Regions from separate parts of the Sus scrofa genome. Here region 1 is linked to region 2. The links are chromatin contacts, called in public HiChIP or PLAC-seq maps. All regions are on one chromosome and are shown on one strand. The core of a region is the stretch at or near the end of the contact, and the rest is flanking DNA. Distances in the headings are between cores, read along the strand shown. Region 1 holds the start of PAOX (peroxisomal N(1)-acetyl-spermine/spermidine oxidase). Region 2 holds the start of VENTX (homeobox protein VENTX).

Evidence for each region. HiChIP or PLAC-seq counts read pairs in DNA pulled down with a chosen protein or histone mark.
Region 1: a contact with region 2 is called in an H3K27ac HiChIP or PLAC-seq map of alveolar macrophages. The contact joins the promoter of PAOX here to the promoter of VENTX in region 2. A contact is called at or near these places in 4 of 47 Hi-C or Micro-C datasets (alveolar macrophages, heart right ventricle, liver and 1 more) and 2 of 2 datasets of contacts at active chromatin or transcription factors (alveolar macrophages and skeletal muscle).

What each region holds. Positions count from the first base shown.
Region 1 is chr14:141,357,915-141,363,700 of Sscrofa11.1, reverse strand. PAOX (peroxisomal N(1)-acetyl-spermine/spermidine oxidase) reads right to left here and starts at 3,192. Exons shown (of 7, transcript XR_002338879.1): 1 at 2,910-3,192; 2 at 1,916-2,402; 3 at 1,005-1,204.
Region 2 is chr14:141,268,242-141,273,949 of Sscrofa11.1, reverse strand. VENTX (homeobox protein VENTX) reads left to right here and starts at 2,571. Exons shown (of 2, transcript XM_021073937.1): 1 at 2,571-5,054. The coding sequence starts at 4,411.

The sequences.
Region 1 (5,786 bases), core at 1,943-4,442, 89 kb before region 2:
GAAGGCCAGGCTGGACCTGTCGGCGCTGATCCAGAGACCACGCAGCAGCAGAACCATGTTACCACGTCTGGTGTGGTTCCGTCGTGGGAAAAAGGAGCTGCACATTAAACAAGCTTACCTACACCCAGGACCCTCTGCGGGGACCCACAGGCCATGGGGGGTGGGGCCGTGACTCCCGCCTTCATCTTTTATTTTTATTTTTTTTAGGACCGCACTCCCAGCATATGGAGGTTCCCAGGCTAGGGGATGAATTGGAGCTGTAGCCGCCGGCCTACACCACAGCCACAGCAACGCGGGATCTGAGCCACGTCTGTGACCACAGCTCACAGCAACGCCAGATCCTTAACCCACTGAGTGAGGCCAGGGATCGAACCTGTGTCTCATCAACGCTAGTCAGATTCATTCATCCATCCCCGAGCCCCGACGGGAACTCCCTGCCTTCACCTTACCTCTGCTCTGGCACCTGCTGGCTTTGTGAACTTGGGCAGTGAAGTGACTTGTGTCTGTTTGCATATGTCATTCAGGGGATGGGGCAGGTGTGTCCCAGGAGGAGCGAATGAGCTGAGCAGCCCAACCTGCTTTCAGCCACCTCCACCTTCTACCAGACAGCCAGCTCCCACGCCAAGACTCCATCTAAAGCATCGGGTCTGGATTGCACAGGATTACACAGGACTCCTTCCTCAATTACCCCCCAGACCTAGACTTGATGCCTGGCCTTCGCCCTTCCCACCTCTAAGCAAGTGGCCTGGCGAGCCTCCGGAGGCTCCCGACCTTTCCATAAACTACCTCCAAAAAGAGCAAGACACCCACTGATCCGCGTTTTCTTTGTGAGACGGAATTCCAAAGCACTCGACTGCTACAAAGCACAACAGAGGAACTCCACCCAAAATTCAGAATGAAAACATGGGTTTACAAAACGCCCCAGAGCCAGAGAGCCTGGAGAAAGCCAGAGGGGGGCCCTGGGACGGGAACTGGAGGACGCTGCCGGGCAGGGGGGGCTTTACCCAAGGGCACAGTGACGATGACGTGATGCGCTGGGAAGCAGCCTCCATCCTCACACTCCACCAGCACTGGAAACGCCTCCCCAGGAGCAGAGGCTTCCTGGAAGGACCCGTTCCAGCGAATGGTCTTCACGGGCTTGTCGAAAACCATCACGTCCGTGGGCAAGGAGGCCGCCATGCGGTCCGTGAGTCCTTGGTAGCCCCTGGGAGAGAGAGGTGTGGCCTGCTTAGGACCAGGCCTGGAGATGAGTCTCTGCAACAAGCCCTCCAAGCTCACACCAGGTCAGAGCTGCAGGGGCTCTGGCGCGGCCCGAGGGCTCGGCTCAGCCCCGGAGGGGGGCAGGGAGAGAGGGGTCTCGCGCCTCCAGGTCCCCCAGAGGGTCAAGTGGGCGAAGGGATGCAAAGCGGGCCGGGTCACGGTGGAGAACAGGTCCCTCCTCGGCTGGCCTGGGCCCCAGGTCTGGGTCGACTGAGTCACCGTGCCCACCCTCAGCCCCTGTGCAGGAGCCTTGGGGCCACAGGCCCAGAGGTGGCACCAGAGTAAGTCCAGCAGGACAGTCCTGGAGAGTCTTGTGAGTGCTGGTGGGGGAGCAGCTCCCCCGACACCGCCTGCCTGAGGCTGAAGCCTCCACACAGCGCTTACACGCACGCAGGAGGCCACCTAAACGTGGGAGGACAAAGCACCAGAAGATTCCAAGATATGTTTCCTTCTTTTACCCATTTTTTCTTGAAAATAAGTTTCTTTTTCATGAATCAGCAAAACAGGGACATAAATGACCAATCTCTGAAACAGGAAGACAAACAGCTCCCTGTACTTCCCACCCAGCCCCTTCTACCCAAAGACTGACTGAGTTACAGGGAGGGGGGCCCTGGGGGCGTGGAGGGCTGTCCAGGTGCGTGGAGCCTGCACATACCCAGGAAAGGTGCAGTCCAGCCCAGGCAGCACTGTGTACTCTCCAAAAGGCGCGAGGGCCACCAGGTCCATGCTGTGGGTACCACTGACACAGCACTCCACGTTGAAGAGGTTGTTCAGGATGGCCAGCTTGAGCATCTTGGTCCCCTCACCCTCTGCCCAGCTGGCCACGTGCTCCCGGATCTGCTTCTTGAGGTACTCCCCAACGCTGGGCGCCGGGGCCTCGGCCGAGTGCAGGAACTCCCTGGTCTGGTCTATGAGGCTGTAGAACAGACTGGACATCTCCGCCACCAGCTCAAGGCTCACGCTTCCCCCGGAGCTGGTGTAGGTCACAGAGGGCAGGCCCACGTGACCCCCGGTCTCCACCAGCTGGTTCTCCTCGGACAACTCCTTCTCCCCCAGCAGCCCATACCTGGCAGCCAGCTGGAAGACGGGGTTGCTCTGGGAGGGCCCATGGATCCAGTGAGCACCTACCTCCACCACACCACCTGGGAGAGGGCAAGAGATGCCACCTCGAGGCTCCCTCCCCCAGCCCTTCTCAAGTACCACACCAGCTCTGCCCTTCCCAACATGCTCTGAAAATCAGCCAAAGGGCCACACGGTCCCTAAGGACAACGGACTCTCCAGGCAGACCCCCAAGAGGTAGGGGCTGGCCTGCACCTGCCTTGGGAGAACACCTGGAGGTAGTGCCTATGGGGGAAGGAAGGCCACAGGGGGAGCTCCCTGCAGGGACAGAACCAGAGTAACTGCGTAGAGCCCTGGGCCCCGTTCGCCCCTGCTCAATGACGGCAGCTGAGTTTCGGGACCACTGAACTTTGGCTAATTAAGGGAGGCGCGGCGAGGATTCCATCACGGGGCTAGATAACGGTTCCGGGTCGCATAACCCTGGAAGCAGGCCCAGCCAGGAGACGGCAGAGCTCCCGCAGCACCGAGTGGGTTCCGGGAAGGGGTTCCGGGAAGGAGTTCCGGGAAGGAGCTCCGGGGCAGGCTGTTACCGAAGCTGCGCTCCGAGCGGATGCGGCCACCGGCACGGGCTGTGGCCTCCAGAACCCGCAGGGACGGCAAGGCGGAGCAGCAGCAGAGCCTCTGCGCCGCTCCCAGCCCGGCGATGCCGCCGCCCACCACCAACACCCGCGGACCGCGGCCTGGGGCCTCTGCCTGATGGCCACTCGACTCCATCGCGCCGTCCCGGGGAGTTCCCGCGCTGCCCAGCCGCTCCGACGTGCCGGGAGCAGGGAAGACACGTGAGGCGGGCGGAGGACGCGGGGCGGGAGCGCAGGGCGGGGCCAGAAGTGGGTGGGGCGCGCGGCTGGGGCGGAAGGCGGGGCTGGAGGTGGAGCTAGGGCGCGGGGCGGGTAGGAAGGCGGGGCTGCGGGTGGAGCTACGGGCGCGAGGCGGGGCCAGAGGAGGAACTGGACTCGGGGCGGGGCCCGAGGTGGAAGAGGGCGCGAGGCCGGGCGGAAGGCCGGTCGCGAATTGGAGTTTAGGGCTGCGGGGCGGAGCCAGAGGAGGAAAGGGATTAGGGGCGGGGCGGACGGCGGGGCCAAAGGTGGGGCTAGGAGCCCCGGGAAGGCCAGGCTCCCGATCCTCCCCACTCGGCTTACACCTGCGGCTCGGCCAGGGGCTGTCCCTGGAGGTCTGGCCCAGTGCCTGGTTAGGTGGTGGAGGGCCGTCCGAGAAGGAGAGGGCGAGCGTGGAGGGATCAGTTTTGTAACCCCTGCTGCCCAACGGTGTGGACCAGCATCCCACCGAGGGACAATGGGGCGGCCGGGTAGCGAGGCGACTCATGTCTCCTTCCAAAGGAGGCCTCCATCCTGCGCCTTCACGTCTGAACCCGGTGGTGCGCGCGACCGAAGTCCGAGCGCGGGCCCGGTGGGTACTAAGATGTCAGGGCGGGCTGGGGAGAGAGCCTCCAGGCCACGGCACTGGTGTGTGTGTGTGGGGGGGTGGTCTGTGTGTCTGTGTACACATTTTAAAAGGTATAACACATATTAAAGGTCAAAAGCTCAAGGAGTTCCTGCTGTGGTTGTAGTGAGTTAAGAACCAGCTACCGTGGCTCAGGTGGCTGGCAAGGTGCGGACTTATCCCTGACCAGAGAACTTCCCTGTGCTGTGGGTGTGACCATAAAAAGTAAATAAATAAAATACGAATTCAAAATAAAGGATAAATGGAAAAATGAGTCTCATGTCCCTCTCTCCTCTGGCCCCAGGAAAAGGAGACACATTCAAGCCTGTAGGCGTTTCTGGGTAGCTCTGGTTCAGGGAGTTCTCCTGTACCGCCTGGCAGGGATTAAAAAGCTCCTGCTTCTGCAGCCGGAGTGTGGTCAGACGTCCCTATGAACCCTCCACAGCCACAGCTGGGGCCCCGCCGCTCTGATCCAAGGAGGTTCTCCCATGGACTTTGCGTGGCCACCTTTCTCAGTGGGGCTGGGCAGGTGGGGAGTTAGCCCCAGACTGGGCAGGTGGATTTTCTGTCTGGGCTCTTCCTCCGTTTTCTCCCTCTCTCATCATCCATGTATTTTTGTATTCACTCACTTGGTGAAGCTGACAGAGGTGTCTGGGAGATCACTTTTTATTTAAAATATTTTTGCAAAGCTGAAAATGTCTTCACTTTGCCCTCACCCTTGATTTGTCGTTTGCCTGGGTATGGAATTCTAAGCCAGAAGGCTTCCTTCAGACTCTGAAGGCACTGCTCCCTCCTAGGAGTGGGAGAAGTCCACGGCCGTTCCACTTTCTAACGCTTTACCAGCAGTGGAGGCCTTTAAGATCTTCTCCTGAAATCTCACGCCACGGGGCCTGCATGTGCCCCCAGTTGTATTTCCTGCGTTGGGCACTCAAAAGGCCCCCAGTCTGGAAACTCCTGTCCTTCAGTCCTGGCAAAGGATTTCAGTGGTTGTCTCACTCAACAATCGTTTCTACTGATGACTCATGGGTCCCCGAGCAGACTCCCTAATGGCTGCAGTTAGCTCTCTCTAAAGTCCTTAATTTAGGCTCTCAGACTTTGAGCCGGGCCCTAGAACGCTTCGGCTGCTCTCTCCTCCTTTCCATCTGCACCTTTCTGCTCTGCTTCCGTAGGATTGTTTCCACTGAAGCTTTTGTGTCCGCTGCATAGTGTTAATTTCCAGGAGCCCTTTCTTCTTGTACAAATATTTCTTTTTAGAGACGAGAAGGGGGCTCGTCTTGCTTCCAGGAGAGCGTCCCCACTCAATGGGATGTGAGTCACAGTCCCTGAGGCGCTGGGCCCCTGCCTAGTCCCTGTCTCCGGGTTCTTCTCCCCGTTTCTTTTGGCTCTGTCTTCAGGGAGAAGCTTTCCGAGTTGTCAGGTGGTGTTGGTCTGTGTGTTCCTGACAAGGGTGGTAGACCAGAGAGGGCTGCTTGGTGATTGGGGCCCACGTATTGGAGCCTCACTCTGGGAGGCTCCATGCAGAGGAGGCTGTAAGTTGGGGAACCCCTTGTCCATATGTCTAGGTCCCTCCTCTTGGCTTGGTCAGGCTCCCTGGGACGAACCTTCTGGTCTCCTGCCTAATGCATGTAAGCCTGGCCACCAACATTTTGGGAGCCAAAGGGTGGAGAGGAGTGGGGAGGTCAGCACACTGAGCGCAGGAGACACACCTTCGTGCCTGCCCGCCCCTTCTCGGAATCCCTCTGCGCTGAAAATAGCCTGCCAGGCTGCTGCCAGAACGCAGACCAGTCACCCCATGCCATTGCCTGGAATGTGGAAAGGCGGGTGGGACTCTGCTTCTTAAGCCTGAGAATACGGCACTTATTCAAATAATCAGGGTACAGAGGCGTCCCTGAGTAACAGGGACAGAATCCCAGCCCTCCTGGGGCTCAGCGAAGGGAGACTGAAAATAGTCGAAAGAATAAGTGGCG
Region 2 (5,708 bases), core at 1,322-3,821:
TGTGTGCTGACAGCTTCCCAGGGCCCAGGGACTAGGCTCCAGATGTCCTGGGGGCCATTCCGAACGGGACAAAATCATATGCTCCTATCGCTCCGGCCAGAGGGGCTTCTCCTCTGACCCTCCCCCATCAGGGAAAGGTTTTCAGCTTTAGCTGTAGAGAGGAAGCATGGCAGTGAGCCGGCAGAGGAGACAGAGGTGAACAGGAGGAAAGGGAAAAGCAGGAAGCGGCGGGCCGGGGCGGGTCCCGGGCCTCCTCTCCATAGCCCCCACCTTCGCCTGAGCCTCTCCGTCTCCGGCTGCATCTGCCTGGAAGCGGCGCCTCTCATGAGCCAAAACATCAGCGTGGGGAGTCGGACCTCACGTCCCACCTGGTGCCCCCCTTGTCCCATCTGGAGGACCTCAGGTCTCAGCTGCCCCTCCTTTATCACATCCACCAGCCACCGGAGCTCAAGCCACTTGATCCCCCTCTGGCCAGAGTCATGGGTAAAGCACCACTTGTGTTTGGAGCAACTTTCCAGTCGGTTGACTTCAACACAGAGGCCTTGGCCTGGCCCGTCAGGATGAATGGGAGGCTGTCTGGGGCCTCAGCTGACAGCGGTGACCTAGAGGATGAGGCATAAGCCGCGGTTTCCAGCATGGCTCCCCCTGGAGATGACAGTCTGGGAAGAACAGCCTTTGGAAGGGGCTGGGAGGGGTGGGTGGTCCTCCCTGGCCCAGGACCTGGGAGCCAGCTGCTGTCAGTGGCCCCCTGTGTACAAACGGCAATGTCACCACGGAGACTGTGGCCAGGACGGGACACTGCCATCGCTGTCCTAAAGGGGACAATCAGTTTCTTCAGTAACGTAAGCTTCAGTCCCACGGCACCGACTGCGTGAGCTCTGCATGACTTCACCTCCGAAGCATCAGACATTCCCCTCCGCCAAGCTTTTCTTTTTTTCTTTCTTTATTCTTTTTTTTTGGGGGGGGGAGGCTCACCCAAAACATACGGAAGTTCCCAGGCCAGGGATCAAATCCGAGCTGTAGTTGCCAGCCTGTGTCACAGCCACAGCAATTCAGGGTCCGAGCCTCATCTGCGACCTACACCACAGTTCATGGCCACGCCAGATCCCCGACCCACTGAGCGGGGCCGGGGATTGAACTCACATCCTCATGGATGGATACTAGTCAGGTTTGTTTTCTCTGCACCACACCAGGAACTCCTCCAAGCCTTAAGAGGAGGAGAATATCCATTTTAGTCCTGCACAGTTCCAAACTTGGCTGGATAAATCCTACTAAACAAAATCCATTCTCCAAATTCATCCCGCTACCCTGACCCCACTAAGGAAGGTCCTCGGGGCTTCCAACACCCCCATGTCTGTAATCGGCACTCATTTCTGGAAGCTAAGGATATGCTCACTGCCCATGAAGTCAGCACCAAGAGGAGACACTGGAACACAGCAGTCAAAGTGTCCGGGCCTTCGCTTGATCTGTCCCCTCGTGACTCAGAGCAAACTGCAGGAACAATGCCATTCGAACCAGGGACACTGCCTATGTAGATTGAGCGGGAGGTCTTTGGGGCTTTGGCATTGTTTCAAGGGCTCACCTGGGATGGGGGTGGGGGAGCACTGGCCTCAGCACCTACCAGCCTCAAGAATGGCCCGTGGCCCCACCTCCAATCCCAGAGCCCAGAGGGGCCACAGATGCCACCGGGCTGGAGACTTGTCTGTGCTCAAAACTGGGGTCTGGGCTTTGATGTCCAAGCTCAGGGCCCCACTCTCACCCCCATATCCTCCCTCCCTCCGCTGCTCCCCCGTGGGAGCCTGTGCCAGGCAGGGGCCTGGTCAGTGCTGGCCCAGCCTTGCCGTCAGGGGCGGATGCCAGTTTGGACCCTCAGGGAAGAGTGAGACTGTCCTGAAAGTCGGCCCTGCACCTGACCCCTGACCCCTGACTGGCCACCTGACCCCCACAGTCTAGACATGCCTCTAGGGAGTGCTGAGTGGACCTGGGGTAAGCGGGGGCAGTGGGCTGTCATCCTCACTAAAATTCTCCAGACATTCCAGGGAGTGCTTCCAAAGCAAGGGCTTTAATGATCTTCAATCAACTCCGAACATCTTTATTCCATCAGAAAGGGACAATCCGTCACGGAAAACGGAAAGAGCAGCTCTGGCCGCAGACAGAGCCCTGGCCCTGGAGGGGTTTGAGGGCTCCTTTCAGTCCTGCTTCTAAACTGTCATGGAAAAAACTTTCTGAATGAATTTCTCTAGACAAAGTGGTCCCCAAAGCTAGATTTCACTAAAGCAACCTTGGTTTTTCAAAAATAGACATGAAGAGGAGTTCTCATCATGGTGCAGCGGAGACGAATCCAACTAGGAACCATGAGATTGCGGGTTTGATCCCCGGCCTCGATTAGTGGGTTAAGGATTCGGCTTGCGGTGAGCTATGGCATAGGACACAGACTCGGCTTGAATCCTGCACTGCTGTGGCTGTGGTGTAGGCCGCCAGCTGCAGCTCCAATTAGACCCCCTAGCCTGGGAACCTCCATATGCCACGGGTGTGGCTGTAAAAAGTAAAACAACAACAAAAACCCCTAAAGTAAACATGCATCGAATTTGGTTGCCGGTCCTGTGTTCTGAGATAGTAATTGGACATAAAGTCGTCATCCGCAAACCAATTTCATGGTTTATTTTGAAACTCAGCCAGGGTTTCCTCCATGGAGGGAGGGAGTGGGGAGCAGGGCTTCTCTGCAGCACCCAAGAAGGTTTTTAAACCAAAGAGTCGTCTAGTTTTGGTAAAACAATCCGGATAAGTGCGTGCCTCTGTCCCGCCTTGGCTTCTCCTCCTCCGAGTCGTGGGGGACCTTCTCTGCCTGGTCTGGGGGCCCCGGGGGGTTTGGGGGTTAAGTCCCCCAACCGGGGGCTTTTCCCGGGTCTCAGGTTCCCGGTCTCTGGACAATTTCGCCCAGCAAGTGTGAAGCGAGAAAGGCTGACAGCCAATCCAACATCCAGAGATGGACTGGGGGCCCCTGACCAGGACCCGCCGGAAGGGTCCTGCCTGTGTCCCGGCCGTGCGTCCGAGGAGGTAAGAGGTCGGCCCCTCCGCCTTCCCCGCGGCTCCAGACCCTGTCTAGGGACCTTCGCTGGGCCCTGCTGTCTGCACCTGGGGTCAGGTAGCGGGACACCTGGGAGAGCTCCTAAAAAGCCACTCAGGGTCAGAGCACAGCGGCCCGACTTCAAGGTCATGGAAGCAGAATCCTCAGTCCGGGCGCAGCGTCCATGAAAAGCGGCCCCCAGGGTTCGGAGAGAGCGCCCGGGCCACGGCAGGCTCATGCCGAGGGTTCTGGCTCCGCGCTGGGGCGCAGGGGGAAGAGCAGCCGGCGAGCGACAGAGCGACAACACGGCAGGAGGCGCGGGCGCCGCGTCTCTGATGGCGCTGAACTCTCTGTGCCGCTGGAGCCGCGCGCGGTCACCGGCTTGCGCTCAACCAGGTCGCGCCCTCTCTGGGCTCCGCCGCGTGGGGAGGCCGGGGCCAGCTCCTCCTGCTCCACAGCTGCTCCAGCCGCCTGGGACAGGACCCAGGAGCGCAGCGCTCGGAATAGGACAGGCTGGCGCCGGGAGAGTGGAGCGCGCCAGGCGGGCGGGCCTGGGGAGCCAGGGTCCCGCCCCTCCCTGCCCGTCCTGCCTCCCGGGTCGGCGCAGCCAATGAGCGCCTAGATCTACGCTGCAGCGACCGCGCGATTGGACAGCCGACCACGACAGGGGCACCGCCCTTTTATAGGGCTCTGAGGGGCGGGGCGCCGCCGAGCCGGGGCCGTCTCGCCGAGTTTCGGCATGAACCCCGCTGGGCTCAGGACGTGCGGCGGGGACGGTGCGGGGCCCGGCCCGCTGCCCTTCAGCGTCGAGTCGTTGCTGGAAGCAGAGCGCGGGCTAGGCTCGGAGCCCACGGAACCCCGGGAGGAGAGGCCGCGGGGCGCCGCGGAACCCAGGACTTGGTTTCCGCTGGCCGCCCCCTCGTCCTCCCCACGTAAGTGCCCTGCCGCACGGTCCCAGGGTGCGAGAGGATCCCACCAAGCCCAAGGTCGGAGGACCAGGGCGGGAAGGGCGCTGTCCCTTGTAACTTTGGAGAGTAACCAGCCACTAAGGTGCGGCCTGAGCGCAGAGAAAGAACCAGCCCCCACGAGCCCGTCCGCCCCCTCCCGCGCGCGCGAGCCCTGCAGCTGCTCCCCGTCCCACGCCGATCAGGCTTCTGCTGTACCTTGGGGCGGAGCGCGCAACCCAAGACCCCGGGCTTCTTGTCTCAGATTCTCTCCTGCCGAGCACCCCTTCAGCCCCGTCAGTCCCCACGCGTGGTTAACTTCCGCTTCGCCGAGTCCCGCCTCTGCGGTTACCACTCAGTTCTTGCAGCGACTTCGCGCCCAGTCTCTCAGTTCGCCAAATGGGCAGAGGTCCCCCTCCCTGGGGCGCAGGGCCACCGATCTGGGGAACAGAGCCCGAGGCTACCGCGACGCGCCATCGCCCCTGTGCCTCGCTTCTCTTACCCCAGAGGCTTTGGAGGTCTCCTCTGAGGGCCGCGGTCACCCAGCCGCAACTTGCATCCGGCACCAGCCTTTGCGGTGATCCAGGAGTGCGGGAAAGGAGCGCGCGCTGCCGGGTCTCAGCGCCCGCTTTGTGCTCTTTACCCCCAGGCGCCCCCAGCCCCGCCCCCTGCCCCCTCCGGCCACACAAGAACCGCAAACCTCGGACGCCCTTCACCACCGCGCAGCTGCTGGCCCTGGAGCGCAAGTTCCGCCAGAAGCAGTACCTGTCCATCGCCGAGCGCGCTGAGTTCTCCGGCAGCCTGAGCCTCTCCGAGACGCAGGTCAAGATCTGGTTTCAGAACCGCCGAGCCAAGGCCAAGCGACTGCAGGAGGCCGAGGTGGAGAGGATGAAGCTGGCGGCCAGGCCGCTGCTGCACCCGTTTGCCCTGCCCTTCCCCCTGGGCACCCACCTGTACGGCTTCCCGGCGGTGTCCCGCGGTGCAGCAGGCTCCCTCCCGCAGGTACCGGGACGCCTCCCCTCGCCCCTGGCCGCCTACTGCAGGTATTACTTCTCCTAGGGCTGCGAAGCCGTGAGCCGGGGATCCCGCTGGGGAGGGAGGGCGAAGCCGGGACATGTTGGCTGCTGTCACCGGGGGCAACCCATCCCAGGGCCTGAGATGGGTCCCAGAGGGCAAGCGGTGCCCTCCGCCACAGCCTCTCCTGGGCTGCAGCACTGCTGCTACCCGTGCGCTGCAGGCATCTGGGCATTCTCTACATTTTTCAGGTTTTTGTTTTTGTTGTTAACAGCGTTATAATTGATGCCACAAGTCTGTTTGTGGGTAACATGTTCAAAACTGTTTTTAAAAAATCCTGTTTGTACCAAACTTTACTGAAAGACAGTGAGCATAGTTTCAGACACTGTCCTGGAAATGGACCAAAACAGAGCTTACCATTCTGTACAGAGCACCAGTTAGGTATTTGGAGGGTGACTGTGGGCCTGCCCGCCACACCCTTGCTTCCGCAGCTGCCTCTGCTCAGAACCTAGTGGACTGTTCGCGGCTGCAGCAGGAAACTGATTTCCAACAAAGAGATGACAGTCACCGTTTGGTGCCAGGACTGCTAATGAAACTTACTAGTTATTTTCACTACTAGGTGGCTCGTGGTAGTAACTGAATGGAAACTTTCACACTTGTTTCAGGGAATTTTTCCTGCTTTT